Regions from separate parts of the Mus musculus genome. Here all the other regions are linked to region 1. Evidence: chromatin contacts called from public Hi-C, HiChIP or PLAC-seq and promoter capture Hi-C data. All regions are on one chromosome and are shown on one strand. The core of a region is the stretch at or near the end of the contact, and the rest is flanking DNA. Distances in the headings are between cores, read along the strand shown. Region 1 holds the start of Igsf21 (immunoglobulin superfamily, member 21). Region 2 has its middle 33 kb from the start of Gm1667. Region 3 overlaps Arhgef10l (Rho guanine nucleotide exchange factor (GEF) 10-like). Region 4 overlaps Rcc2 (regulator of chromosome condensation 2). Region 5 holds the start of Pax7 (paired box 7). Region 6 overlaps Arhgef10l (Rho guanine nucleotide exchange factor (GEF) 10-like). Region 7 holds the start of 4933427I22Rik (RIKEN cDNA 4933427I22 gene).

Region 1 (3,565 bases), core at 91-2,590:
ATCCAGCCCAATCAGTCTAGCAACCAATTAGTCTGATTCAAAAAAAAAATACCCACGGAGGGACAAACTGTAATCAAACACCTATTTATAAGGGTTTATTACGATCATTATTATTATTTTACTAAGAGGATCCTTCTAAAGCCTGTCAGGTGAACGTATTCGCTCAGATCTAAATAAATGCAAATCGCTCCTTCCCTGGAGCAGGGAGGCTGAGCGACCCTGAACTGCAGCTAGCTAGCTAGCTGCCTTGAAAGGCCATGTGCTGACAAGGCTGCAGAGGGTAAGGAGGAGAGTGGGTCACTCCGTGGGGCATCCTGGCACAAGTCTTTCCTAGTAGCACCTGCCAGGCCATTACTCACTGCCCACCCCTCTCCCAAGGCCTGCAGCCAGTGGGGCTGCCAGTGTACCCATTGCCCGGCTAAGTAAACTGAGCAACAAGGATGCAGCAGCTTAGTAAAGATAGGGGAGCTGGGACTTCCCTGGAGAATGCAGCATAAGGAGACCTGGGTCCTGGTTTGGGGGCTCAGAGTCACTCTCTGGTTCTGCTGTTCATTCTGGAACTTGACGATCTAACTCCTGGTTCCACCACCCCCACCACCACCCTAAGAGCTAGGAGCACCTGCCTCTTCCTCACGTGGGAGACCCCACAGCCCAGGCTCAATAGTGCGTGAGCGATCAAAGCGACGATCTGACACAAGTTTCAACCCCACCCCGGTTCTCAGGTGGAGGAGCTGGGGTGTCAGCCCTGATTTTTTTTTTAAGGTGACATCTTGGTCTCAGAAGAAAAAGTCGATGCCTCCCTTGCCCGGTCCAGCCTGCACATACAATGCAGCTGTTCTGCGCGGGGCGCGGGCTGGAGGGTAGCCCTTATTTGTGGAACACTGAAGCTCTGAAGCCCCTAAGGACGACGTTCATAGGTGTCAAAGCAAGCCCTGAGGACCTACATCCCTCCGGGGAAAGCATCTCTCTCTCCTGGAAGGAGGAAGGGTGCTTGCATCCACCAAGCGGAGGAAAGGGGCGTCCAGGGACACGTCCAGGTGGAGGGGTGGGGAGGGCGATTCGGGTGGAGCGAAGCTTGGTGTGTGTGTATGGGAGGATGCAGCTCACAAGCAAGCAGTTGTGATGAGATGGGGGTGGGGGGAGCAGAGGGTAGAAGCCGAGAGGGAGGGGGGCGAGTTCTCCTCTCTGCAATAAATCGGCTTAGCGGACGAGAGCCGAACAGCCCAGAACGGATTAAAGAAAAGTCTGTAGAATACGGCAGCGAGCGCAGCGCGGGGGGTGGGGGGGGGCGGGGGCGGGGCGGCAGGAAAGGAGGGAGAGGAGGGGGCGCGAGAAGAGCGAGCGCGGGGCAGAGCGCGGCGGCGCGGGCAGAGCTTCGGCTCCAAACTCCGCCACTGCCGCCACGGATCCGACTCCGGCCGCCGTGGCCGCCTATCGCAGCCAACCAGCCGGGAGCAGCTGCGCGCCCCAGCCAGGTCCGGTGCAGCCCGGAGCAGCCAGTGCGTCTGGTGCAGCCCGGAGCATCCTATTACAGCCCAGAGTAGCCTGGTGGTGCAGCCCGGAGCATCCCGGTACAGCCCAGAGCAGCCCCGGGTAGCCTGGCGGCCGGGCTACAGTAGCATGGGGACCTCCCCTCGGCTCTCCTCGCCTCTCGTCACCGCCACGGCCGGCGGCCCGGGTCACAAGCGCTTCTGAGCCCATGGCGAGGGGACCCACCGCCGCCACTGCGATCGCTGCCGCCGCCGCCGCCTCGGCCAGCGCCGCCAGCTTCTGGACACCATGCAAGCTGCTCCAAGCCTCCGCCGCGCTTCCTGCCTGCTGCTCGCCGCGATTCTGGACCTGGCACGCGGTGAGTGTGCGGGCGCCCGCGGAAGCCCGGGGCCGGGGGATGCGCGCAAAGACCGAGAAGGGCGCGGGCCCGGATGGCTCTGGGAGTCTCGGGCTGTAGGCACAGTCCAGGAGGGCTTCCGTGCAGCGAAGAGAGGATAGATCTTTTGGAGAAAGCTCTCGTGGGTCTGTGCCAGTGGTGTGTGTGTGTGTGTGTGTGTGTGTGTGTGTGTGTGTGTGTGTGTGTGTGTGTGTGTCTTTGTTGGGTCTGTGAGTGTCCGAGAATCAGCTATGTTTGGAGAGGGCACGGGAGTACATTTAGATGTGGCTGTGTGATGGTGTGTGTGTGAGAGAGGTAACAGAGAGTCTAGATCAGTTGCATGGAGAGGTGAGAGAGAAAGTCTGAGTGTTTGGGGGTGTGAACTCCTTCAGGAGGGTAAGTGTGTGAGCGTCGCGGCATGTGGGAGCCTGTTAAGGAAAGGGTGTTTGAGGTGTGGCGGTTCACGCCGATCCCCGGTGTGCTGCCTGGTCTCTAGAGGGCTGTGTGACAGCCGGTGACTGTATTTCTGTTAGAGCTGGACAGGAGTGTACCCAGCTACACGTGGAAGTACAGGACTTGAGGTCCTAGAAGCTCTGGGTTTGGGAGCAGGTGCAGATCGAGGGAACTTGGGCAGGGAACTGTGAGCACATCTGGGGCTGGAGGAGTTTCAACAGTATGGCTCGCATCTGTGTGTGAGTGTGTGTGTGTGTCCCGCATGGGCTTGGTCATGGCCTAGGCTGAACCAGATGGAAGGAAACTGGAGCTCAAAGGCTTGCCCAGAGCCAGCAGTGCGGAGCAGTTCTAGAGTGTATGGTTAGGGCTACCTGGGAGGAGGGGCACCCTGCCCAGCGCCGCCCTCTGGTGGGTCTTAAATGATATGGAAGTCGAACTTGACGCCCCAGTGCCTTCCGGGCAGGGAACAGGGAGCAGATGCCAGCCCAGCAGGGCGGAGGCAGGGCCAACAGAGTCATAGGTGGGGGATTCCAGAGGGTGGGGGCGGGGGTGGGGGTAGGGGGTGGGGGAAGCTCCTTCTCCAGGTCAAGTCACAACCAACCACCGGTGTTGAAATCAGAGCGTGGCCACCCTGGGAGGTGGGAGAGTGGAAAAAGTAGGCATTGTCTCGGATGGAGCCTTGGCCTCTGTCCCATTTAGGCCGCGGTGGAGGGTCAATTCTTGTCCCGCAAACTGAGAAAAACCTATATGAGCTCTGAAATTGTCCTCCAAGGGGCGTGCCTCTAAAATAACCTACACCCTCCGACCGCCTGAGTCTTTGAAGAGAGAGCTTGGTCCGCTGATGGGAGAATTTGAGCCTTGGGAGGTGGTCCTGTAGGCAGTGGGGGAGGAGCTGGTGGAGACCCAAAGGAATGTCAGGCAGGTACTTTGTCCCTCCTACCCTCTCTGGGTGCCAATACTTTCTGAAGTATATTAAATCTCTCTGTAACTTTGGGGACAAGAGCTCCCCCTTTGAGATGGATGTCTCTAGAGGGAAGGATTCCAAGTGGGAGGCTCCGGGTTCCAGCGCCACCGAGAAGACGCTAGACGTTGTAGAAAGGCACGGGAGCCCTCACCTGGACGCTGCAGGGAGCAGGATTGGGGGTTGGGGCCCGAACGGGAAGCTCCCCTTCTTCTCAACCTGGGATGCACACGGTGTAACGAAGAGGGGGAGGGGAGGGGAAGAACCGGGTGGGAAACCCCGAC
Region 2 (3,725 bases), core at 651-3,150, 370 kb after region 1:
GGAAGGAAGGAAGGAAGGGAGAGAGAGAGAGAGAGAAAGAAAGAAAGAAAGAAAGAAAGAAAGAAAGAAAGAAAGAAAGAAAGGAAGGAAGGAAGGAAGGAAGGAAGGAAGGAAGGAAGGAAGGAAGGAAGGAAGGAAGGAAGGAAGGAAGGAAGAAAGAAAGAAAGAAAGAAAGAAAGAAAGAAAGAAAGAAAGAAAGAAAGAAAGAAAGAAAGAAAGAAAGAAAGAAAGAAAGAAAGAAAGAAAGAAAGAAAGAATTTGGTAGTACATGCCTGCAGTTCCAGTTCTGGGCACGTAGAGACAGTAGGATCCCTAGGGCTCACTGGCTGGCCAGTGCAGCCTAATGGGTGAGCCTCAGGCCAGTGAGAGACCCTGTCTCAAAAAAGCAAGGTAGGGGCTGGAAAGAGAGCTTAGTGCTAAGACCATGTTTTGCTCTTGCAGAAGACCTTCAGTACTCAGTGCCCAAACGATGGCTCCCAACTGCCTGTATCTCCAGTTTCAGATGGGATCTGATGCCCTCTTCTGTCCTCTGAGGGCACATGCATGCACAGACATGCTGACATTCACACATATACAGAAATCAAAAGCCCCAGACAAACAGAACAAGGCAGACGCAGCCCAGGAAAAATAGCCAGGATTGCCCTGTAGCCTTTTCGTGGATGCACACACACTTGTATGTGCACCTGCACACACACACGTGAGGCATGCATACACACTTTATGTATGCACCAGCATGCACACTTGAGGCATGCACACACACATGTATTTGCACTTGTTCACACACTTGGGGCATGGCACCTTTTATAGACAGACTGTGGGAAACTCCAGAGTGTGTGAAGTCAGAGTATGTGAGGTCAGAATAGACTCCACAAGGTATTGTCTCAAAAAAAAAAAAAAAGTCACCGTTGTCTTGTAAGGCATAGCCTGAAATGGAAGGGCTTGTGAGGCTCCTGAGTAGGGCTATGAGCCTCTAGTTAGACTAGGAGGTCCCTGATGGCAGCTTTATCCCATACTATGGGTACTGTATGCACAGAGGGTTCAGGTCCTTGCCATTGCTTTGGGAGGGCCTGGGTGCTGGCTCAGAGGGTGTGGGTCTGTCACTTGAGGCCCCCAGCCTGCAAGTGGCAAAGCCCAGATCTGACGCAGGTTTCCGGAGACTGGACATTGAATTTAAACCAAGGAGCCTGCCTTTAATCCCAGCACTCGGGAGGCAGAGGCAGGAGGATTTCTGAGTTTGAGGCCAGCCTCGTTTACAGAGTGAGTTCCAGGACAGCCAGGGCTATACAGAGAAACCCTGTCTCAAAAAACAAAAAACAAAAACAAAAACAAAAAAAACAACAAAAACACAAAAACAAAACAAAACAAAACAAAACAAAACAAAACAAACAAACAAAACAAGGAGCCTGTTGCCTCTGTCACCTCCCTGGGTGCTGGCTTCCTCTAGGGGATATGGAGGGATGCTCTGGGCTGGGTTCATTGCTGCTGCCTCCCTGACTCTGGTCCCTGATCTCTGGATTATCTGTGTGAGCTTCCTTCCTACCTCATGGGGAGCTCAGACCTGCCATCCGACAGAACAGAGGGCTGAAGACCTTAACAACAGGAACCGAGGCCACTCCTGAGGACACTGGCTGAACCCAGGCTGCTAGTGAGTTGGCAACCAGGACCCAGTCACCTGCTGCCACCTGCTGGAGACAGAGGCACGGTGGCTGGTACACCCAGACTCACTGTGCCCTACCTCCTTCCCACACTGTCAAGGGTCCGTCTAGTGACCCAGAGGCAGGTAGCTTGGTTTTGTCTGTCCCTCCAACAGGTAAAGTCACTGGAGCCATCTGACCTTGTCACTAGATCCCAGTCACAGATCTGCACCTGCCTTGTTACGCTAACTCATTCCGTATTTGCTGAATAGAGGCGGGCTCAGTCAGTCAAGACCACTCAGGCAAGAGGCTCTGGGAGCTTCTGGATGGGGCAGGAAGGAGTGGGGGGGGGTTGGTCTCCCCACAAGTCACCTCTGGGAGTCTTGCCTGCTAGAGGCCTTGCTCTATGCGAACACAACCTAAATAGGAATGTGTCCTGCTTGCCTCTGGGAGCACTCTCTCCAGAGCTGGGCCCCCCAGTGGGAGGCAAGGCTAGGTCTTCTGGTGGCTTCATTGACTCCTGAGCTGGAGCCTCGCCTCCCTTATTGCCAAGTCACGCATTTAAGGTCCAACATGGGACAGAGCTAAGCTGAGGCCCCAGTGGGCTGAGGGGCCTGGGACTGGCCAGTTACAACCACACTGTCAGGATGGCCCAAACAGGGACATCTGTTACAGTCTCTCCAAGGTGGAGGAACTTGCCTGAGGCTGCAGAGCCAGCAGAGATGCAGGCCAGGTTCTGCCTCCAGTGCTGCAGGAGTCTACTCCTCTGCATGCTACAGGCATCTGCCCTTCCCTTCTTGACCTCTCCATCCTGACGGCCCACCTGTTCTTAGGGGTGCCCTCTCTACTCCCCTATGTTCCAAGACTTCTCCACCCTTCCCTCTGTCCCGGGGGAGGCCCTCTTCCTTCAGGAGACTCATCTTGACATCCCCTTCCTTGAAGCAACTCGTCACAGGGAGAGGCCAGGTCTATGTTGCCCTACCTCCTGTCCTTCCCTTCTGTGTAGAAAAATAATAAAATGAAATGAATAAATGAACCTGCTTCTTCAGGCCCACGGCAGCCCAAGCCGCTGTCATGTCAGACTCCTGGCATTTTCTCACACAAGGCAGGCCCCTGTCTCTCACCATCAACCCTTTCTGTCTCTGGCTCTTTGTATCTTTTGTTCTCTTGGCCCGGTCATTTGCTCGGACATGTCATAGCTGAAGGCCTCGGTCACAGTGTACCTCCGAGACAGCTCCTCCCCACCTCTGCCACATCGTCTCCTTGCCTCGCCCTCTGTTTGCCTCTCTGTCCTGTCATGGCAATCTGCTGACCCTCTGACTTCCTCTCTGACTGCGTCTCTGACATGTGACCCGCAGGGCAGGGACTTGTCTCTCTTGTGCACTGCTCCCAGCTCCCATCGAGCACTCAATAAACACTCAGTAAATTAATGAATAAGTCAACTAATCAATCGAGCAATCAATCATGAAGTTGAACTGTTTGTTTTGTTTGTTTTTTTTAAGAGTTCCCGAGTCCAGAGTTGCCACAAAAAGCCAGTCTCAGTGTCCTACAAAGGCATTGCTTAGCCATGTGGTGCTCAGCAGATACTTCCGGGGCTTGGAGATACACCTCAAGTCAGGATTCAGGATTGATGCAGGTGGATGTCTGCCTTGGCCCCTGAGCCTGGTGTCCCTGAGAGACTGGTTTGTAGCAGTTGACAAAGCTGCGGTTGTCCCCCTGGGCTCCACATGAACGGAGCATCTCCACCTTCACTGTGCCCCACACAGCCTTCTCCAGGTGTGATGGTTGCTACTAACTGTCAGCTTGACACAAGTTAAAATCTCCTGGGTATCACATCCTGGGGATGCCCGCCCCCACCCCCACCTCCTCATCCCTATCAGATTTCCATTCATTCTCATAGCCATCTGGGCATCTCTCCTGTCCCTCCCCACACCTGATACTGAACCCCATCCCCTATTCCCCTCCGGATCCCCTCTCCCACCCAGTTTCCTCCCTCCATCTGCCTCCTATGACTATTTTATTCCCCCTTCTAAATGAGATTCAAGCATCCTCGCTTGGGCCTTCCTTCTTGGTTAGCTTCATTGGTCTGTA
Region 3 (3,841 bases), core at 1,057-3,556, 390 kb before region 1:
CCCTGAACTTCTGATCCTGTAGCCTCCCGGGTCCTGGGATGTCAGGTGTGTGCCATCATGCCTGCTTTATGCATTGTTGGGGATGGGACCTGGGGCCTTGTAGGGTCTAGACAGGCACACTACCGACTGAGCCTTGTCTCCAGCCCCGTAAAGCTTTATTTATTTTAAATGTTAAGTTTTAAAAGTTGAGTAGGGCCGGGCAGTGGTGGCACATGCCTGTAATCCCAGCACTTGGGAGGCAGAGGCAGGTGGATTTCTGAGTTCGAGGCCATCCTGGTCTACAGAATGAGTTCCAGGACAGCCAGGACTGTACAGAGAAACCCTGTCTTGAAAAACCAAAAAAAAAAAAAAAAAAAAAAAAAAAAGAAAGAAAGTTGAGTTGGGGCTTCATGTGGGAGCAGTGAGATCCCTGAAGAAGTTAACATCCCAGGTTAACAAAGGATGATGAAATTGAAGTGATCAGCTAAGGGAGAAGGCTGTCAGTCCTGGGAAAGGGCTAGAAAACAGCAGTGAAGCGAGGCTGTGTTAGCTGTAACACATGGGGCAAAAGCACCTGTGGAAGGAAGGGCTCACAGTTTGAAGGTGCACAGTATTTGGGCTCACAGTTTGAAGATGCACAGTCCATCACAGCGGGAAGGCTTGCAGGCAGGAGCTAGAGGCAGCTGGTTACATTGTATCCACAGTCAGGAAGCCGAGGGATGCTGCTGGTTTTCAGCTCAATTTTATCCTTTTCCTTGCTGACTGGAACCTGAGCCCCTGAGATGGTGTCACCCACAATGGGGGGGGGGTGTCCACGATCTTGTGTGTGTGTATGTGTGTGTGTGTCCTCTCCTCAGTCAGCCTCTCTAGAAAGACCCTTGTAGATGGACCAGAAATAGGGCTCCTGGGGTTCTCTGCAATCTGTCCAGTTGAACATCAAGGTCGCCCATCACACATGTTCAGTAGGCCTCTTAGGCAGACAACATTCCTCTGCTTCCTGTTTAAGGGAGAGAGATTTATGTCCCTGTCACAAAGGGAAATGTAGGCCCTGCTTGTAGACAGAAGGGAGCAGGCAGAGACACTCCTGTCCCCTCTGCTTGCACAGGGCTGTCCCCCTGCTTGCGCAGGGCCTTTAGATCAAAAGAATTCTTACACCAGAATGACATATTTTTAGGTAACATTCTTTTTACTTATGCCTTACATGAATTTCTTTAGCGTGTGTGTGTGTGTGTGTGTGTGTGTGCGTGTGTGTGTGTGTGTGTGTCTTGATGCTTTTGTGGATGTCAGAGACAAACTAGAGGTAGTCAAGTCTTTTTCTTCTACTACTTGGGTCCTGGGGATTGAGCTCAGGTTGTCAGGCTTGGTGACAAGTGCCTTGGCATACTGAGCTTTGATGACAGGCTCACAACAGATGGCAGATGGCATTGTAATGGTGGGAGTGTTTGCCAGAGAGGAAAGAAACTGGGAGAAACTGAGATCTCACAGTCCCTTCCCAGGGCAGGCAACAACAACCACCTCAGGATATCAGCTAGATCTCACCTCCCCACCTCTGTGATCCGTTAAGCAGTAGCCTGTCTGCTGATAATTTATCTGAGACACTTGGACTGAGTGGCCACGACTTGGAGGCATTTGCCTGGGTATCCAGGGCTGAGGGCCAGACTCAGGGTAGGGAGGCCATAGTTTCAAGTCAGTGGAGGGGATAAATGGATGGAGACAGCGTGGGAGTTCAGGAAGGTTTGAGCCATACACTGGCACACATGCTCTGTGCTCCACCTACCTCAGTCTCCGTGAGTTGCCATAGTCACTTGAAGATTTTAGCAATCTGCTGGGCGAGGCTGTAGGCTCCCTGGGCCATGGGGAACCAGGGTATAGGTTCAGGTTGTGCCAGGGAGCTTGGATAAGCGTGGGATCAGGGTTATGTGTCTGAGATAGAATCAGCTAGAATTGCAAACTAAGACTTTATGCAGAGGGCGGGTGGAGGGAGGAAGAAATCAGGTGACTTGTAGATTTTTCTTTTGTATACATGGTTGGTGGCAGTGTTAGTGAATGCGCCAGTTTGTGGGGGAGTTGAGGGATGGCTTGGGGGGGGAACGGGATTTGGTTCAGCACGAGGTCACATTTAGAGGTTTGCGCAGGGGCCACATGAGAGTCTGGGAGCCCACTTGTGAGGAACCTGACCTGCATGCAGTTCTAGGGTTGGGATCTGGGAAGATCAACCCTAAGTCAGAGGTGCAAGCATTATTCTGGCTGTGTAGCCAGGAGAGGCTCCCACCACGCCCAGCTGTGTAAAGGGAGGTAGGGCAGCAAGCTACCTTGTCCGTGACCTTGGTGACCTCCTTCGGTCTTGCCAAGAGGTTGCCAGAAGTGTGCAGAGGTCCATCTGTCTGACGCCTGTCTAGTTAGCGCCTTCTGGATACAGGCGCAGATGCAGAGCAGAGATTCGCAGCTGAGGAGGGGGTAGGAGAGCAAGGGGAGGCTGGGGGAGGACTCTGACCACTCATGGGAGACCTCCGAGTCACCTGGAAGGACTTTGGGGCCGTTCAAATGTTTGGGTCCCAAGGGAATGCACAATCAGAATTTTCATCCCGAGGACCTATTGGGTGAGGAGGAAGAGGAGGAGACACAGGAAACCCTTTGAAGCTGGTACAAGCCCCCGAGGACGAGCCTGGTGTCTGAATCTTGCTTGCTTCCTCCTGTTCACTGCTCAGTTCTTTTTTTATGAAGGAGGAGTTCAGAGACTCAGAGAGGTTAAGCAACCTGCCCAAGGTCACAGAGCCTAAGAGGGTGGATGAAACACGCTTTCTCAGGTGCAGACGCAGGAGATTGAGTAACCTCAGGGAGGGGCTCACAGGACAGATCTTTCAGCCTTGAACTTTGTCTTTGTAGTCTCCCGGGCCTCTGGTGATGGGAAGCAGGGCGTGGGTCTTCCCGGAGCCACTTACTTGGTCGGATTGAAAGCTTTCAGGGCGTCAGTTTCTTGGAGTGTCCGGGAAAACCACATGGGTCAGGTCCAGGATTTGATTAACCCGGGTCACATGAGGCCATGGAGGGAGGTTGCCCCATGGGGAGCTGTGTTTCAGAGATGGCAAGCCCACACCTCATGTGGGGATGACAAGATGTCAGGCAGGTCTCAAGGACCCGCCCACTCTGAGTACAGCCTCTGTGGGCAAGCCACGCCCTATAGAGCCCCAAAGCAGGGAGACATGAACGGGGCCTACAGGGCTGGAGTCCTAACCACGGGCATCACGTCCCACCTCGGGCACCGCGTTCCACCATGGGCACCGCGGCTCACCATGGGCACCATGTCCCACCACGGGCACACCGTCCCACCACTGGCACCACAGGCACCGCGGCCCATCATCTGGTTTAGTTGTTTTGTAAGTAAGGCGCAGGCTAATTTATCTCCATTGTACAGATGAGGCGGGCAAACGTGAGCAGTCAGCCCAAAGTCGCACGGTTGCGTGTTAGGTGTGAGCACTGTCCCGTGTGACTCTGGAGCCTTCCCTTGAAACCCTGAGAGTCCCTGTCAGCCTCGGTTTATCTCGGCATGTTGCCTCCTGTTGGCATGTCACCAGGGTAGGATCTTGGTGGGTGGGGCTTTTGCCCACTTAGGGACGCCCGGTCCCTTTGTCTTCATTGGCTCGCCAGAGTCTGGTACTTAGGACTTTTCAGAGACTTTAACATATGCATTAATTATTCTGCCGTGGATTCCCCATTGATCTTGACCTCTGAATGCCTCCATTCCCCAAGTGAGAAGTAGCCTGTCTCATAGATGTTGTATTTGACCCTTCAGGACTGTTGACACCTATTGCCAGTGGAGTTTGGGGGCATCCCTATGAGCTGTGACAACTTGCAATCCACA
Region 4 (3,847 bases), core at 35-2,534, 480 kb before region 1:
GGCTAATTCTGTGAAAGCCAGTGGCCACTTGGCATCAGACTCGTATCTGACTAACGGTTCTGTGCCTCCATGTCCTGGATTGGGAAGGGCTCAGCCTGGTTGTAAGATGCTAGAATAAGGTCAGTGCTAATAGACCTCTGGGCAGGGAGACTATTCCAGGACCAGCTACAACTTGGAGCAACACTGGCCAGCGTGAGGGTGATTTGGATAAGTTGACAATCCAAATTCACTTATGTGACCCTCCACCTCCAGAAAGTGTGCTTTGTGTTTTCCCTTTGGAGACAGGGTCTCAAGTTGCCCAGGCCAGCCTTGAACTCCCTATGTAAAGGGCTGAAGAGATGACTCAAAAGGTAAAGACCATTAAGCCTGGCAACCAAGTGTGACCCCTGGGGCCCACACAGGACAGATTCCCATCTTCATGGACGGTTCTACCACATCTATGTAGGTACACCCGCAAACACAAAACCTGAAATGCTAACAATTTCCTTGCCTCTGCTTGAGTGCTGGCTGGCATGCGTGTACCTATGTTGACAGTGGGGGGGTGTAACCCAGTATTCTGGCAACATTCTGGTGTGATGGACAAGCACTTCACCGGAATGGCAAGCCTAGCACTTCTTAGCACCGAGCCCCAGGAGTCCTGTTTCCCTTGAAACACTTAGGGGATGGAGGGATGGCTCAGTGGTTAATGTCTGCAGACGTTCTTCCAGAGGACCCACACGGCAGTTCGCGACCATCAGTAATTCCAGTCCTAGGGGCTCTGTTGTGGATTGGTTTTATTGTTACTTGTATTAGTTTGGCCCCCAAAATTATGGGGAACCCACATATCTATGTGTAAGACGCTGAGCTGGTTCTGATTGGCAAATAAAGTTGTTGGAAGCCAATGGCTGGGCAAGGAGACAGAGGCAGGACCTCAGATTTCCTGGCCACGGGAACCCTAGCGATTCAGAATGGTCCTGTCATGTCGGGGAAGCAGAAGGATCACGTGTGAGAAGTACAAGACAGACAGACAATACATGAGAGTCAGGGATTATGGCCTGAGTCCGGGGCAGCCAAGATGGAATACAGGTTTTAGTAATAATTTCGGGATATCAGAGGGGAGGGTGTGTTAGCCACAGGGAGGTTTAGAAGTGCCCAGACACTGAGCTGCTTAACGCATATTAGAATAGAAGGCTGTGTGTGTCTTTTATTCTAGTATCTAGAGCTTCGGGGTGAAGGAGTCCCTTGCTATCTGCCAGAGAGATTAGAGCGGATTTATAAACTCCCACAAGAGGGCTTCTCCATCTGGTCTCCAGGCAGTCTGTGACACATGGTACAGCTGCATATGGAAGCAAACCCACACACAGAGCAATGAAGCTTTAAACACGGAGATCACAGGCTCGGCTCTGCCTACCCTTGCTGACTCTAAATTATGGTCACTCTGTCCAGAGACTGGATAAGGCTGTGTCTTGGGCCTCTCCAACACTAGTCCACCAGAGTCTCGTACCTTCCCAACAAGGGTAAACATTCGATGGCAGATCAAGGTCCCCCACAGCCCACTTCATCCTAAGGAAACTGCCAATGGGAGGCTGTGGGAGGCTGCTGGCTCTCCAGACACAGCTGCAACTAGCAGGCTCCAGACCTTGCAAGGACAACTTGTAAAACAGTGACTCTCAGCCTGTGGGTCCCAACCTCCCTGAGGCTGAATGACCCCTTTCACAGACCACTGGGAAACACAGATACTGACATTAAAAATTGGTTAACAATAGCAAATTTGTTACGAGGCAGCCATGTAATTTTAATGGTTGGGGGTCACCACAGGAACTGTATTAAAGAGTCTCGGCATTAGGAAAGTTGAGAGCCTTTGCTGTAGAAAGTAGGGGTCTCTTTAGCTCTGCAGGAACTGTCCCAAGGCCACTCCTGAGAGGTGGCCAGGGGACACAACTGGGACCTCTCAGGGTCCGTCTGCCCACCAGGCCCCTTCCCTGTGACCGAGCTCACCGCCTGTCTACAACTTTCCTCTACAAAACATTAAGAACAGTGACCTGACTTCAGGACTGTCATGTGTTACAGGAAATAGCAGCCAGGATATGTAGTAGCCCCCCCCCCCCGCCCCCCAAGACATCAGTCCAAGCTCCATTCCTGTGGCATAAAAGGCTAACCTTACAGTGCCCCCTGGTGGGCAATTGGCAGAAAGGAAGGGGCCAGGCACCCTCTGATCCTTTGTGAAGTTTGGAGGCTGATTACAAGTGCTCCTGGAAGGGTTGCACCCTACAGACTGCTCATAAGGTTGGGTAGAGGTAAGCAAGCCAGAAAACGCTTGTTCACTCACAACCAAAACCCAAGTCTTGGAACGCCTTAGGTCAAATCTACACATATGTGGGTGGGATGGCTCACACCTTTACTGCCAGCACTCGGTAGGCCCCTGGCAGGTTGTAGACGGTTTTGTGCACTGTGTAAAGGTTATCCATGTGTTACTCAAATGCTGATTTCTCTGCCCCCCCCCGCACGCCCCCCCCCCCCCGTTTCCATTCAGACACTGCACTGTAATGCTTTATAGTCAATCTTCTGTCTTTCCACCAGCCAGGGGAAGCAGAGGGTCAGAGAAGACAGCGAGGGAAGAAACTTCAGAAGTAGAGAGCTTATTAAACTGCTGGGGCATAACCAGATTAGCACTACAGGTTAGGATTCATTTAACTGCCCAGGTACTGAGATGCAAAATGTCACCAGCCAGCCACACTTAGCCCACTTAACCTAGGGCTGAATACCTCACATATATATGCAGGGCACTGGGAAGGTGGCCAGCCTGGGCTACGAGACTTTGTCCCACCCACAAAAACCAGCTAGGACCATGTGTGTTTCAGGACTGTGTCCAGCCCTAGTTGGGAAGCCCTTGGCCACTACCCCACGGGCCCGTGGCTCTCTGCACCCTTCCAGCCCAGCAGGAAGCTCTCTTTGGTCACTCTTCCGGGGCACGTGCACAGGGCTGGGGACACACTCCACGCTACTGAAGAGGAATCATGAAAGCCAACGCAGAGTAAACAATGACGCCGTTTATTTAAAATGTTTACTCCCAGAAATATAGATATAAAAAAAAAAATAAGACAATTAACAGCACTAAACCAGGCACCTTCAACCGAATCCCACCATCCTCGTTAACTCCCTTCCTGTTACCCTTTGTAGATGACCAGAAGATTTCAGGAGCCCCTGGACAGCCAGAGTGGTTCCTGCCCAGGGCTTCCCGCCTTCCTCCTGTCCTAGAGCTTCCCGTGGGAAAGCTTGGGTGAGAATTTTAGCCTAAAGGGAGGGGGCTGTGGCCGGGCACTTTGCGCTCATCCACTGCAGGCCTCTAGCCAGGGCGGCTGACTGCCAGCTTTAGGTTTGCTCCCTGGAAGATGAGCCCAACTTGGCTCAGGGCTACTGTGTCCTCAGTCCTCTTGGTGACCACACAACTAACTCCAGTAGACCTCCTGGGACAGAAGGAGCAGATCCCGAACAGCACTCTCTAGACAGAGACCAGCAGGGACAGATGGACGGACGGCTCCCGTCCAGTACATGAAGTGAGGGGCGGTGTCTGGGGTGACCTGGACAAAGCAGGTTAGTTTTGCGGAAGCCCTGCCGCTACAGAAGCTTGTCTCTGGACAGACTATTGCTGGACAGACGGGGGACAGTGAGGACTCTGACCCTTCCCAGCAGGCCACGGCACTGGCCGAGACAGACACCTTGCAAAGCCAGAAGCGGCTGTGAAGCGCTGGGGCGGAGGAAAGCGACAGACTGGGTCATTTTTGGCATTTTAACATAGAGACGGGAACAGGCGTCACAACAGCAAAAGCAAACCCATGACCCTCAAGACCAGACTTTGACTTTCCCA
Region 5 (3,630 bases), core at 710-3,209, 410 kb after region 1:
CCCCTGCCCCACAAAGAAGTCTGATGAACCCCTCAGCTAGGAGAAAGGGTCAGTAGCATGCTGAGAGGGGCAAAGGTCACAGGTGAGGAGGAGGGGAAGGGAGAGGACACACTGAGGCCAGCCAGCAGAGAGCACCCCCAGGCCAAGACCAGACTGACCCCCTCCAAGAAGGCTGGGCAGGGCATGAGCTGGAGGACTGGATTTATTTTATTGTATTTCACCTCCAGGGCTGGGCCAGAGAGGCCCTTTACTGGAGTGTTGGAGATGTATGGGGGGGGCACAAAAGATCTGTAATGGGTGGCATCCTACCCTGCTGGGAGGGCTTTTCAACCCTAGGAATCTATGTCCTAAGGCAGAGACCACTGGTTACTGTGGCATCAGAGAACAGAATTGTGGGATCTCTGAGAGAGAGAGAGAGAGAGAGAGAGAGAGAGAGAGAGAGAGAGAGAGAGAGAGCGCAACTAATTGGGCCACCACCTCCCCAGCCCTCCAGTGGAGGAGTAGAGTTGGTGGTACCCAGCTTTATCTGTCTGTCTCCCACTCATCTCCCATCTGACTCCCAGATCCCTAGCCTTGCTGATGTCGCCTCCAGGACATTCTGAGTCCACTAGAAAGGGCTCCAAGGTGGTGGCCTAGGAGCTGGAGGAGGAGCTGGAGAGGTTATTCCCCAGGGTTTGGCAGACTCGGATTTGCCAGCATCTCTGGGGATGTATATTTTGCTGCGTTTCTCCGAGCTGCAGGAGGCCAGGCCAGGCCAGGCGCAAGCAGTAAAGCCCTGACAGGTATCAGCGAAGTCAAAATTCTTCCGGGGATGTCACCCTACTCTGTTCCGCCCAGGGAGGGAGTAGTTGTCAAGGAATGTTCAGAGCTAGTGAACTAAAAAGAGAAGGGACACGTGCGGTGGACCCTAGTCCAGGAGGCCAGAGATAGCCGGAGCGGACAGAGAAGATCCCAGCCCAAGGCCGGCTTTCCTACACAGCGGGCAGACAGCTGAAAGCCGTCCGGAGCACAGACCTGCCAGCACATCTCTGGACAACACTTAAAAGAAGTTACCCTCTCCCTCCCTCAGAGCACCCCCAGCCCACGCCATCCCTGGACTCAGAGTTTCAAATTATCTCCCTCCCCCGCGACCCCCTGAGGAAAAAAAGAAAGAAAGAAAAAGAAAAAAAAAGAACGAGGTCGAGTTGGAGATTAAAAAGGAAGGGGAAAAAATACTCGTTGGAGACTTCTTTTCGTTATCGGTCCCCTCTCCCTCCCGAACTGGCCCCCTTTCCTGCTCATGAATAAAAGAAAAGTCCGAACCTATCAGATCTCTCTGGCTGCAGCCTGCTCCCTCCCCTTCCCTGCCGTTGAGCACTTTTGCACAACTTACCCAGCTGATCGCTCGCGCCCCCTCGCTTTTCCTCTTGTGTTCCCCAACCCTGTCGCTCGGGTCACCTCCCCTCCAGTCCGAAACCCGAGCAGGAGCGCGTCCCCGTTCCAGTCCTCCGGGGGACAGGGTGTGAGGGCCAGCAGAAAGAGGCGCTGAGAGGAGGGATCGAGGGGAGGAGGGAGTCCGAGCCAGAGAATAAATATATAAATAAAGACCCAAAGAAAGCCACTCCGCAACCTCTGGGCTCAGGAACTTCGGCCGGGAGCGCGGGAGCGGGTGGCCCGCAAGGCGCAGCTGGGGACAGGGAGCCCGGCCTGCTCGGCCCACGGCAGCCGGTGTCATTCGGCTTAACTTCTGGCCGAGCCCGGCGGGTGGAGGCGGACTTGGGGTTGGAGTGTTTGTTTGTTTGAACTTCCTTGTCGCCACCTTCCACTCCTCCCGCCCCCACCTCACCCCCCCCCGCGCCCAGCTTCTGGAAGGGGCGCGTCTGCAACCGGGTGGGGGGGGGTGCAGAAGGGAGGGGGAAGAGGCTAGTGGGGGGGGGAGGGAAGAAGAGGAGAGGAGGATCGCAGCAGGGGTGAAAGGAAGAGACGCCAAGAGGTTTATCCAGCCGACTCTGGATTCGTCTCCAGCGTGCGCAGGAATGGCGGCGCTGCCCGGCGCGGTCCCCAGGATGATGAGACCCGGCCCGGGGCAGAACTACCCGCGCACCGGCTTCCCCCTGGAAGGTAAGAGAGCGCGCAGGAGGCCTTTACAGGGTCCCCCGGAGGACCTCGGAGATGGCACCCTCCAGGGGAGCGAGCAGCGGGGCTTCCTGGGCTCTGCTGGGTCCCAGTCTCCGCGTGGGACACGGGAAGTTTCTAGAGCGGACACTTGTCAGTTTCTGCGTGGACTCCGCTGACCCTCGGCCCGCGCTCCGTGGGTCACCGGCTGCCGGCCTTTCGCCGCAGGATGCGACTCCCCGGGGAATTCGCATCTGGTCCGTTTTGCGCTCCGGTAAATTCCAGGGTTTCCCACTCTTCTCTGACACAACAGAGTTCCCGGGTCTCTGCGCAGCGCCGCCGGCTTTCTTCCCTAGTTTTGAATTGGTCCCTCAAAGTCGGGATGGGGTCCCTCCAACCCCTTTTATTTCGAAATACCAACAAGCGACACTCTATTTCCACTCCACCAGACCGTCCGCTTCCTCCCAAGCAACTTACTAACTGGCTTTTTTTTTTCCCGGCCCCGACACAAACTAATTAAAAACAATGCATAGTGCCTTATTTCCCGCAAAAACAAAAACAAAAAAATTAAAAACATAACTTTTCCCTACGTCTTTCTAAAGTCTGCAAATGTCCCGGGAAAGAAACTCAAGACCAAAAGAGGGTACAGCAATCCAGGGGACTGTTTTGAGTCTCTAGCCACTCGGGGATGCAGAGGGGACCGGCCGGCGGCGATCGGCCGGGAGAGGAGAAAGGGCCCCTTTGCGCGCCCCCTCCCTTTTCTATTTAAACCTATGGAAGGCTTTCAGCCAGTCACCGAAGGGTCTTCTAGTTTCCTCGGCTCAGACAGCCCATGGTGTCTCAGGAGCAGTTAGAAACGGCGTGCCAATTTTATTTTTTAGCCGCCCCTCTTGTCATTGTGTGGGCCCCACTTGTGGGTGCGGGAGGATGGGGAGAGAAGGCGAGAAGGGGCGGTCTGGCAGCCGGCGATCTAGGGAGGGAGCCCCCTCCCTCGGGCAGCGAGAAGCCGCCGGGTCCCCGAATTAGACAGAGGCGAAGAGAGCGGGCTGCGTGATCAAGTGCGCGCGAGCGGCCACGCAGGCGGGAGAGCGCGGCAGCCGGGGATTTGCCGGAGTCCTCTCCTGGAACGAATGCAAGCAAAACAGGCGGCTAAGGACGCGCAAAGGATTAGGACAATATTTGCCCAACATGACGCAGAATACTGAGGAGAGCCGAGTGCCGGTCGCTAAAGAGGCTCTTGAATATAAAGTTGGGCGTTCGAGAGCTCTCCAGCGCTAATGGCGTACCCCGCCACGGAGACCGAGGGACTCTGGCTCGGCGACGCACGATTTCTGATTAAATCTGAGAGTGGTTTCAGATACCTACTTTTACAAAGAAAAATTGGTGAAGGAGGGGGGAGCGGGAAAGTAAAGAGGGGGCGGTAGGAACAGCTCAGCAGACCGAGCCTCTTCTAGCCTCCCCCTTTCCAATTATTCCGTCTGCTTCCTCCGCTCGGGCCGCTGTGAAATCGTTGTAATCTTCTAGATCTCTGTAGCC
Region 6 (3,828 bases), core at 1,084-3,583, 300 kb before region 1:
CGCTTTCTCCTCCCGGACCCTCAGTCTGCAGGTGAGTGGACCCGGCGTGTGGTAGCTGTGGAGGCCCTGCCTAGCCTGGGAGAACCAGTGTCTAGGTAGAGTTGTCACAGCTGGAAAGGCATGCCCAGTGTCTCAGTCCAGCTTAGAGACCCAGGGGGCCAAGCCATTTGTTCTTGTTCTGTGAGCTAGCTTTTCCGCGGAACGAACGAGGTCTGTGTGAGAATGACCAGCATGGGTCACGGGGTGGAAAATTCCATTATTTTGTGATAGTGGATACTAGCAACCTCATCTGTTGAAGTCTTGACTTTGGACTGTGCCCGACGCCACCAGGCCAAAGGGCTGCTTTGGTGGGACTGCCCTCATCCTGGCATGCTCTGTGACACTCATACCCTCTTACTTGCCCACTGCATTCTTTTCGTGTTAGCTTTACTTCTTATAATAGTGGTTAGAACGGCATTTCACAGGAGACGAAGGCCCAGCCAAAATGACAGTCAGTAAGGGGTTGGTTTCACCTGATGACAGTCTCCATGGTATTAACCACCAGGAAGCTCGCCCCCACAGCCGTCACTTGTCCCTTATGTCCTGGCAGAGCCCGCCCCTCCATCTGGAGCAACCGTTGTCTATCCTCTCCCAAGCAGATGAGGACCCTGAGCTCTGGGACGGGCGAGCGAGCGTGGGACCCAGCACAGATAAATAGTCGCAGGAGCCGTGCGGGCTGGGCTGTAGACTGGGGCGCTAAGAGCTGACAGAGCACCTTGGCGATGTAAGTTCATCGTTCATTCCTCCATTCATCTGTCTGTTCACGGGTCATCCCTGAGCACCTATTGAATGCTAGAACTGGGTGTGCAGTGGTGACCGGGACGTACGAGGTCCCCGCCTCATGCGGCCTTCAGTCTAGTGGACAAAGACAGGCAGGACCTCAGCACGCAGAAGGGAATCGAGGGGAATATAGAGAAGAGACACAGTAGGCATGGGGGAAATGGGGGCTATACAGTTAGCAAGTTCAGGGAGGCCCCTGAGGAGGTGGCATTAAACAGAGATCCATATAGCAAGAATGACACACACCCCAGAGGGCCCTGGGGACCCACATTCTAAGTGACCAAATCAATATGGAGCAGACAAATCAAAAAGGGAAGGCAGGGAATAGGATTGAGCTTGGCTTAATTGTCTCTTAAAGGAGCCATCTTCTAGTGCTGTGACAGTGGCTGTTACATTGCAATGTGAGTTCTGGAGGGGACACTGAGACTCTTGGCTCTGGGTGATGAGGCTAGGCCCTGGGCGAGGGAGACCGCGAGAATCTTGTAGTGTTTCATTCCCAGAGTCCCTATGGATCCAAGGCAGGCAGTGGTGTCATCTAGAACTTGATTTGAACCCGTGGAGGGGGGCTTTGTGCATAGAAGAGGAGGCCTGGAGTCCAGTGCAGGGGCCCTGCCAGAGGCTGGCCCAGCCTGGGCCCTGGAGGCCAGGGCTGGGAGCAGGGAAAATTGAGAAAGGCTGTTTCTCCTGCTGCCGATCGAGCCCCACCCAATCAGGATAAAGAATAAAGCCTCGGAATACCTAAAATTTATCTAATTCTTTGAGATTTGATCACTTTTATTTTCTGTGTCTGGGCATTTGGCTGGCATGCTCTGTGTGTGTGTACCACATGCATGCAGTACCCACAGAGACCGGAAGAGGGCATCAGATCCAGCTGGAGCTGGAGTTACAGATGGTTGTGAGATGCTGTGTGGGTGCTTGGAACTGAACCCAGTTCTTCTGCAAGAGCAGTCAGTGTTCTTAACGGATCTGCTGAGCCATCTCTCCACTCTCCCATGTAATCGTTCAAAGGAAAGTTATCCTGAAGAGTATGGGCTGCCTGGGCCTTTTTAAAGGGAAATAATGAAAGAGTGGGGGTTACCTGTGTGCCTTGGAGTGGAAGCCAGTGTCTGTGGAGGGGAGATTGTCTGGGTCGATCTTGCATTGTTTAGCCAAGGGTGACCCTGGGGTGTGGCCTCTGCAGGTACACAGGCCACACCCAAGTGAACTGTCATAGGTCAGAGAGAGATGGCGGAGTCCCCTAGCAGACTTCTGTCTCATCTGCCGTCCAGAACGTGGGAGGATGAGTGAGGGCCCGTGTATCTCCTCACTTGGAGCTAGAGGGCTCCAGAACACGTGGACTGGCAGAGGAGCCCCACATCAGCTGAGAGAGACAGGCATGAATATCTATGGGTAATGGGCCTGAAGGAAGGGGCTCCTGGGGGAGCCGCCAGAGCCTGTCTTGCCGTATTTCCTGGGCTGTTCTAGCTCAGCCCTGCCCGCCTCCTACCTAGCCCAGACAGCTGTGCCCCATCAAGCGCTGCGCTGGCAGCCGGATGAATTAGAGCGGAGACTGCCAGCCTTGTCCAATTACTGAGGGAACAGATGTGTATGCAGGCGGCTGCCCAAGCTTCTCTTCCACTCACTCGGGCTCTCAGGTGGCCACAGGAGTGGGCAGCCAGCCCATTTCTTCCCCCTGAGGAGGCTCGAGTTGGGCAAGGGAGTTGCTGGCCTCGCTTCTTTCCTGGGCAGACAAGACCTTGGCCTGTAAGTGCTCGGTGAAGTGTGTGTTGAATTCTGCTTTTCCTGGGGTTGAGAGTAATGCTGTCTTCAGAGCGGACAGCTGTGTTCATGCTGGGCTGTGCCAGACCCCCGTCTCGGAGGAGCTGGCCATTGGAAAAGGGCGAAGACTGGGAGCCTTCCTGCTGGAGTTGTTTCCTGGCCTGGAATGCCCCAGTCGTGTGACACTGGAAAGCATTGTAGTTCATAGTGTAGCAACACGTCTTTAGTACCAACCAGAGAGACAGTTGTGCCCCCCTTACTGGGTCACAGTGAGGATTAAATTGTATGGTTAAAGGTCTGGAGAGATGGCCTAGTGGTAACTGCTTCCCACACTAACAAGAACTTGATCCTTGCACTCATATAAAAGAGATCGGTGTGTACTGCTAACCTGTAGCAATCCCAGTGGTGGGGGAAAGAGACAGGTGGGGCTCCAGGCTCAGTGAGAGACCCTGTCTCAAAAAAGAAGGTGGACGTTAGTTGAGAAAGATACCCAGTGTTGACAGTGTTGACTGTTGACAGTGTTGACAGTGTTGACCTCTGACCTTCAGACACTTGTGTGCACACATATGCATGTGCATATGTGTGCACCCCTGATGCAGTTGTGTCCGATGCACTCAAGGTTCAAGGAAGAGAGGTGAACATCCCAGCAGGTCCCCTGGGGGTTCCCACAGGCTGTGGACCGCTGGAGTGTCTGAGGGTTCTTTTTGGGCTCTTGACTCCATTCCAAAGTAGGGGCAGTGGGAGGTCAGGGGAGGACATGCCACAAACCAGGCTTGTCTGAAGGCCACAGGTTTGGGAGGGTAGAGTGTGTCCATTTTGAAATGCTTTAAGTTTTAAAAATTACATTATTTATTTATTTATTTACTTGGGGGGGGCTTTCCATGGTGCGCATTTGGGTATCCATTTTCTTCTCCCCTGCCCCCATGTGGGCTTAGGGCATTGAACTCAGGTCTTTGGGCTTGGCGGCAAGCCCCTTTACCTGCCAAGCCATCTCTCAGGCTCTCTGAGATGCTTGAGGCTTGAGTGCCTTGTAGCCTGGCCCCACAGAGGGCATATAGCCAGACAACTTAGTCCTCAGATTCCCAGGTCGAGAGCCTCTGTTCTGATGGTCACCAGCCTACATTAGCCAGAACTGGTAATAGTTTGTTTTCTCTGGCTATAACAAAATACTTGAGGTTAGACACTGTAAAAAGGAAAAAGGTTTATTTGCCTCACTGTTTTGGAAGCTGGACAACTCATGTTCAGACAGCC
Region 7 (3,775 bases), core at 609-3,108, 300 kb after region 1:
GGAGGATGGATTGGTGGTGCCAGTGACAGGTCTATTACTTGCTTTTCTCCTTGCAGTGACTAAATGCCTGGCAAAAAGCAACTTAAGGAAGTGTCTGGGTTTGCTTTTTGCCGGTGTAATAAACACTATCACCCAAAACAGCCTGGAGAGGAAAGGGCTTTCTCAGCTTACACTTCCTGAGTCATGGTCCATCAAGGGAAGTCAGGGCAGGAACTCAAGGCAGGAGCCCAGAGGAGGAACTGAAATAGGAGCCACAGAGAAACACTGCTTCCTGGCGTGTTCTCCAGGCTCCCACTCAGCAACCTTCCTTATACTGGTCAGGAGCGCTATGCACAGTGTGTTGGGCTCTGCCACCCAATTGTTCCTCAAGAAAATGCCCCTATAGACTTGCCTACAAGCAATGTGGTGGAGGCAGTTTTTTTCTCAATTAAGATTTCCTCTTCCGGGTCAAGAGGGCTTTGTTCTAGTGCTCAGCCTGAACGGTGCAGTCCATGATGGCTTAGCGACAGGAACATAAGGTGTGGCAGTCACATTGTGCCTGCAGTCAGGAAGCCGAGAGAGGTGGATGCTGAGGCTCTGCCCCATTTCTCCTCCTCACTCAGTCCTGGACTCCAGCCTGAAGAAGGGTGCTGCCCACAGTCAGAATCAGTTCTAAGTTAATCCAGTCTAGAAACGATCTCATGGACATGCCCAGAGAAACATCTCTTGGGCGTTTCTAAATCTTGTTAAGCTGACAACAGTCTGGACTGGGTGGAGTCTGGACTGGGTGGAGTCTGGACTGGGTGGAGTCTGGACTGGGTGGAGTCTGGACTGGGTGGAGTTTAGCAGCCCTCATCTTTGATTTCTTCAAAGGGATTCTAGAAGCCAGGTCTGGATAGGGCTCTGTCTTAGTTAGGGTTTTACTGCTGTGAACAGACACCATGACCAAGGCAAGTCTTATAAAATAAATTAAAACAAAACAAAACAACAACAACAAAAACCATTTAATTGGGGCTGGCTTACAGGTTCAGAGGTTCAGTCCGTTATCATCAAGGTGGGAACATGGCAGCATCCAGGCAGGCATGGCGCTAGTGGAAGACTGACTTCCAGGCAACTAGGATGAGGGTCTTAAAGCCCACACCCACAGTGACACACCTACACCTAACAAGGCCACACCTCCAGATGGTGCCACTCACTGGTCCAAGAATATACAAACCATCCCAGGCTCCTTTTCTCACACGGAGCCACACAAGTCTGATGTGGGGGCTCTTGGGCTGCAGAGCAGTGGAGCACTGATGTCAGGCCTCAGGGAGCACTGCGAAGCCCACTTAACAAAATAAACTGTGTTTGAGCTCTCTTCCGCATTCATCTGATGGAGACCATTAGTGTGCTAATTAAAATGGAGTCTTATCTGTTTGCTGAACGGGCCCGGCAGGACCTTATGTTGGCACGATTGTACTGGCAACATTCTTACATTTCTTTTGGTTTAGCCCTTCATTTAATAATTCAGGCAACTGCCGCGTTCATTCGGAGGCCCTTTATCCCAAGAGTTCTTGGTAGCACAGCTGGGAAGCACATGGCAGCCAACGCCCCCAGACCCAACTCCAGCAAACAGGATCTTGTAATCCTCCTCTTAGCCTGGCTGGGCTGGTGCCTGCCTGCCTTCATTAAGAGTTTGTTACTCAAATTAATAGTACAAACAAGATTGCAGAAGGGACTGTTTAACCTACTTAAGACAGCACACTGTTTTTAAGCAATTAGGGCCGTTTGCACACGGTGAATGAGCTCACCAGATAAGCTCCATTTCTGCCGCTGGGACAGATCAGGCGATCAGGGCTCTGGAACGCTGTGTGGTGGTTCCGGAATGTGTAGCATGGCCATTTACCGAAAGCAGTCTCCTATGGTTCAACTTCTCGTTCATTCTCACCCGGCCTGAATTCGGCATCTATAAAATGGGGGTGATCCTGTCTCACAGGGTCATTGGAAGGAGGTAATGGGTAGGTTTATATCCATAAACAGGAGTTGGACTGACCTAGGCCTTGCTTCAAATTAGGTCAGAGGAGAGGACAGACTCCAAGCTCAGCTGCTGATGGGGACAGCCATGTGGGGCAGCGGGCATGGGGGGAATAAAGGAAGTGAAAGAGATCCTGCATCCCGCAAGAGTTCCAGTGTTCTGGGAGGGCGGACTCGGAGGACTGCCACGCACTCTCCACGCAGCCCCGGGTGGGTGTCTAACTGTGTGAAGCCACAGACCCCAGGACCGCAGTGGGTGGGCAGGGGGCAGTCTGAGGACTCTGGGCCTCACGGAGGCCAGAGATAACAGGTTCTCAGTCTTGGACATCCCAGATGCCACCATATGTCACCATATGGAGCTGAGAACAAAGTGGAGGCCCCAGAGGCAGCTCGATCATCCCTGGGGCTGAAGAGTGAAGAGGGCAGGGAGAGAGGGGGTTCTGGGTGGTTCTCACATGGGCAAGAGTCTTTGGTCCGGTCTGTGGCTGTGGCTGGAGCGCAGGAAGGCCTTCCAAAAGCCTATTCCATCATTCAAGCACAGTGGGTCTTGATGAGCAGAGAAAGTCTATGGATTTAGAGCTTTATTGTAGACCGGCAGAGAGAAAGAGAGAAGGTAAAAGAAAGAGGCCAGTCATGGCTATGTGGGGAGAAGAGGGGGAGAAGGGAGGAGAGAAGGAGGGCTGGAGATCAGAATAAGAAAGGTGAAAGCTTAAGAGAGCGAGAAGGGGCCAAGCAGCTCCTTTTGTAGTTGCCTGGGCTACCTTGTTGTTGCCAGGTAACTGCAGGGAGGAGCATACCTGGCTACTGTCAGGTAACTGTGGGGGTGGAGTCCAGCCAGAATGCCAGGAGCTTGGAACACTGTCTGCTAGACTTATAGTCACAGGATTATGAAGTTGGGGGCTCCGTGGTGCCAGGCACCTATGTCTGGAAATGTGGCTTACTGTTCTGTCCATTGTAGAGTTTTCTACTGGGTCTCCGGAACAAGCTTCGCTCAACCAAAACAGGCTGCCTTTCACGGTCCTACACAGCCAGGCATGGAACAGGCAGCCACTGTGTTCCTGAAATGAGACCAGCATCTGCCTTTGATCTGGGGTCTACGCACAGCATGGACAATGTAAGTCAAATTCTCAGCATTTTAAATGTTTCATAAGCTGACTAGATGAGCTTTGTGGCTTTAAGCTTCTTAAAATTTGGATGGACATTCTAAGATGGTGGGAGAGTTGGGATTTAGTACTCTCTGCCATGGCCCAGGTTTTGTTCTCAGTTAAGGAAGCTGCTCATCTTGGGCTGGAGAGGATGGCTTAGCAGTTCTTACACTTGTTGTCCAGCAGAGGACCTGAGTTCTGTTCCCGACACCCATGATGGACTGCTGACAACTGTCTGTAATTGCAGCTCAGGTGGATCTGACGCCCCCTTCTGACATCTGAGGGCACTGCACAAACACACACACACACACACACACACACACACACACACACACTAAGATTCTTTAAACTTGTCTTTAATTTAGATAAATGTATTTATATTCTACTAAGCAAGAAATGTTTTTCTTTTATTCTCTTAGACTCCAGTGTATGGAGCCTGCAAAATAAACTAATGTAGGTTAGATAAGTGTCTAGGGATGCATCTCGCTTGGTACAGTACTTGCCTGGCATGTATAGGGCCTGAATTATAAACCATGTATGGAGGTACAAACCTGTGATCTCAGCACCTGGGAGACAGAGGCAGGAGTAGTAGAAATTCAAGGTCATCCTCCAATTACCTAATAAGTTCAAGGTCATAC

Evidence for each region. Promoter capture Hi-C pulls out the DNA fragments that hold promoters and counts their contacts. Hi-C and Micro-C count contacts between places; a contact is called where the count stands out from the background. HiChIP or PLAC-seq counts read pairs in DNA pulled down with a chosen protein or histone mark.
Region 2: a contact with region 1 is called in a promoter capture Hi-C map of neural stem cells. The contact joins the enhancer-like site here to the promoter of Igsf21 in region 1. A contact is called at or near these places in 4 of 39 promoter capture datasets (embryonic stem cells, hippocampal neurons, liver and 1 more), 3 of 15 datasets of contacts at CTCF or cohesin (embryonic stem cells, hippocampal excitatory neurons and stem cell-derived epiblast-like cells), 72 of 484 Hi-C or Micro-C datasets (B cells, the HPC-7 cell line, the N1E-115 cell line and 37 more), 20 of 115 datasets of contacts at active chromatin or transcription factors (SST interneurons, VIP interneurons, astrocytes and 13 more) and 2 of 9 other capture datasets (embryonic stem cells and pancreatic islet).
Region 3: a contact with region 1 is called in an H3K4me3 HiChIP or PLAC-seq map of embryonic stem cells, with 3 times the contacts expected there. The contact joins the enhancer-like site here to the promoter of Igsf21 in region 1. A contact is called at or near these places in 1 of 39 promoter capture datasets (liver), 1 of 484 Hi-C or Micro-C datasets (embryonic cerebral cortex) and 4 of 115 datasets of contacts at active chromatin or transcription factors (embryonic basal ganglia, embryonic forebrain, embryonic stem cells and 1 more).
Region 4: a Hi-C map of cortical neurons shows a contact between it and region 1, with 2.5 times the contacts expected there. The contact joins the enhancer-like site here to the promoter of Igsf21 in region 1. A contact is called at or near these places in 3 of 39 promoter capture datasets (the 3T3-L1 cell line, hippocampal neurons and liver), 7 of 484 Hi-C or Micro-C datasets (the HPC-7 cell line, the N1E-115 cell line, cerebellum and 3 more), 2 of 115 datasets of contacts at active chromatin or transcription factors (astrocytes and embryonic forebrain) and 1 of 9 other capture datasets (embryonic stem cells).
Region 5: a contact with region 1 is called in a promoter capture Hi-C map of embryonic stem cells, with 22 times the contacts expected there. The contact joins the promoter of Pax7 here to the promoter of Igsf21 in region 1. A contact is called at or near these places in 10 of 39 promoter capture datasets (the 3T3-L1 cell line, cranial neural crest, embryonic stem cells and 4 more), 8 of 484 Hi-C or Micro-C datasets (all in embryonic stem cells), 8 of 115 datasets of contacts at active chromatin or transcription factors (astrocytes, embryonic forebrain and embryonic stem cells) and 1 of 9 other capture datasets (embryonic stem cells).
Region 6: a promoter capture Hi-C map of hippocampal neurons shows a contact between it and region 1, with 12 times the contacts expected there. The contact joins the enhancer-like site here to the promoter of Igsf21 in region 1. A contact is called at or near these places in 3 of 39 promoter capture datasets (hippocampal neurons and liver), 4 of 15 datasets of contacts at CTCF or cohesin (the NIH/3T3 cell line, embryonic stem cells, hippocampal excitatory neurons and 1 more), 86 of 484 Hi-C or Micro-C datasets (the AML12 cell line, the AtT-20 cell line, B cells and 52 more), 16 of 115 datasets of contacts at active chromatin or transcription factors (PVALB interneurons, astrocytes, bone marrow-derived dendritic cells and 11 more) and 1 of 9 other capture datasets (pancreatic islet).
Region 7: an H3K4me3 HiChIP or PLAC-seq map of forebrain shows a contact between it and region 1, with 4 times the contacts expected there. The contact joins the promoter of 4933427I22Rik here to the promoter of Igsf21 in region 1. A contact is called at or near these places in 1 of 39 promoter capture datasets (hippocampal neurons), 2 of 484 Hi-C or Micro-C datasets (the N1E-115 cell line and embryonic stem cells) and 5 of 115 datasets of contacts at active chromatin or transcription factors (embryonic basal ganglia, embryonic forebrain, embryonic midbrain and 2 more).

What each region holds. Positions count from the first base shown.
Region 1 is chr4:140,244,586-140,248,150 of GRCm38.p6, reverse strand. It overlaps Igsf21 (immunoglobulin superfamily, member 21), which reads left to right and starts at 1,340. Exons shown (of 10, transcript NM_198610.2): 1 at 1,340-1,849. The coding sequence starts at 1,780.
Region 2 is chr4:139,875,421-139,879,145 of GRCm38.p6, reverse strand. No RefSeq gene overlaps it. Among named protein-coding and RNA genes, the nearest start is that of Gm1667, 33 kb to the left of the region's middle. Within about 2 kb of position 1,900, at least 9 of the 459 cell types and tissues checked have an H3K27ac peak or open chromatin away from gene starts, as enhancers often do. A contact at or near this core is called in neural stem cells and stem cell-derived motor neurons, where this site is marked.
Region 3 is chr4:140,639,391-140,643,231 of GRCm38.p6, reverse strand. All of the region lies in intron 1 of Arhgef10l (Rho guanine nucleotide exchange factor (GEF) 10-like), which reads left to right. Among named protein-coding and RNA genes, the nearest start is that of Arhgef10l, 25 kb to the left of the region's middle. Within about 2 kb of position 2,306, at least 19 of the 459 cell types and tissues checked have an H3K27ac peak or open chromatin away from gene starts, as enhancers often do. A contact at or near this core is called in embryonic stem cells and forebrain, where this site is marked.
Region 4 is chr4:140,722,383-140,726,229 of GRCm38.p6, reverse strand. It overlaps Rcc2 (regulator of chromosome condensation 2), which reads right to left. Exons shown (of 13, transcript NM_173867.5): 13 at 3,010-3,847. Among named protein-coding and RNA genes, the nearest start is that of Padi6, 18 kb to the left of the region's middle. Within about 2 kb of position 1,284, at least 32 of the 459 cell types and tissues checked have an H3K27ac peak or open chromatin away from gene starts, as enhancers often do. A contact at or near this core is called in cortical neurons and hippocampal neurons, where this site is marked.
Region 5 is chr4:139,831,297-139,834,926 of GRCm38.p6, reverse strand. Pax7 (paired box 7) reads left to right here and starts at 1,959. Exons shown (of 9, transcript NM_011039.2): 1 at 1,959-2,100. The coding sequence starts at 2,016. It overlaps Gm46873 (a long non-coding RNA gene), which reads right to left and starts at 1,459. Exons shown (of 3, transcript XR_001784470.2): 1 at 1,373-1,459.
Region 6 is chr4:140,548,731-140,552,558 of GRCm38.p6, reverse strand. It overlaps Arhgef10l (Rho guanine nucleotide exchange factor (GEF) 10-like), which reads left to right. Exons shown (of 29, transcript NM_001290803.1): 22 at 1-31. Among named protein-coding and RNA genes, the nearest start is that of Gm42335, 54 kb to the left of the region's middle. Within about 2 kb of position 2,333, at least 19 of the 459 cell types and tissues checked have an H3K27ac peak or open chromatin away from gene starts, as enhancers often do. A contact at or near this core is called in the N1E-115 cell line, cerebral cortex, hippocampal neurons and 1 more, where this site is marked.
Region 7 is chr4:139,941,602-139,945,376 of GRCm38.p6, reverse strand. 4933427I22Rik (RIKEN cDNA 4933427I22 gene) reads left to right here and starts at 1,858. Exons shown (of 3, transcript NR_045159.1): 1 at 1,858-1,969; 2 at 2,951-3,106.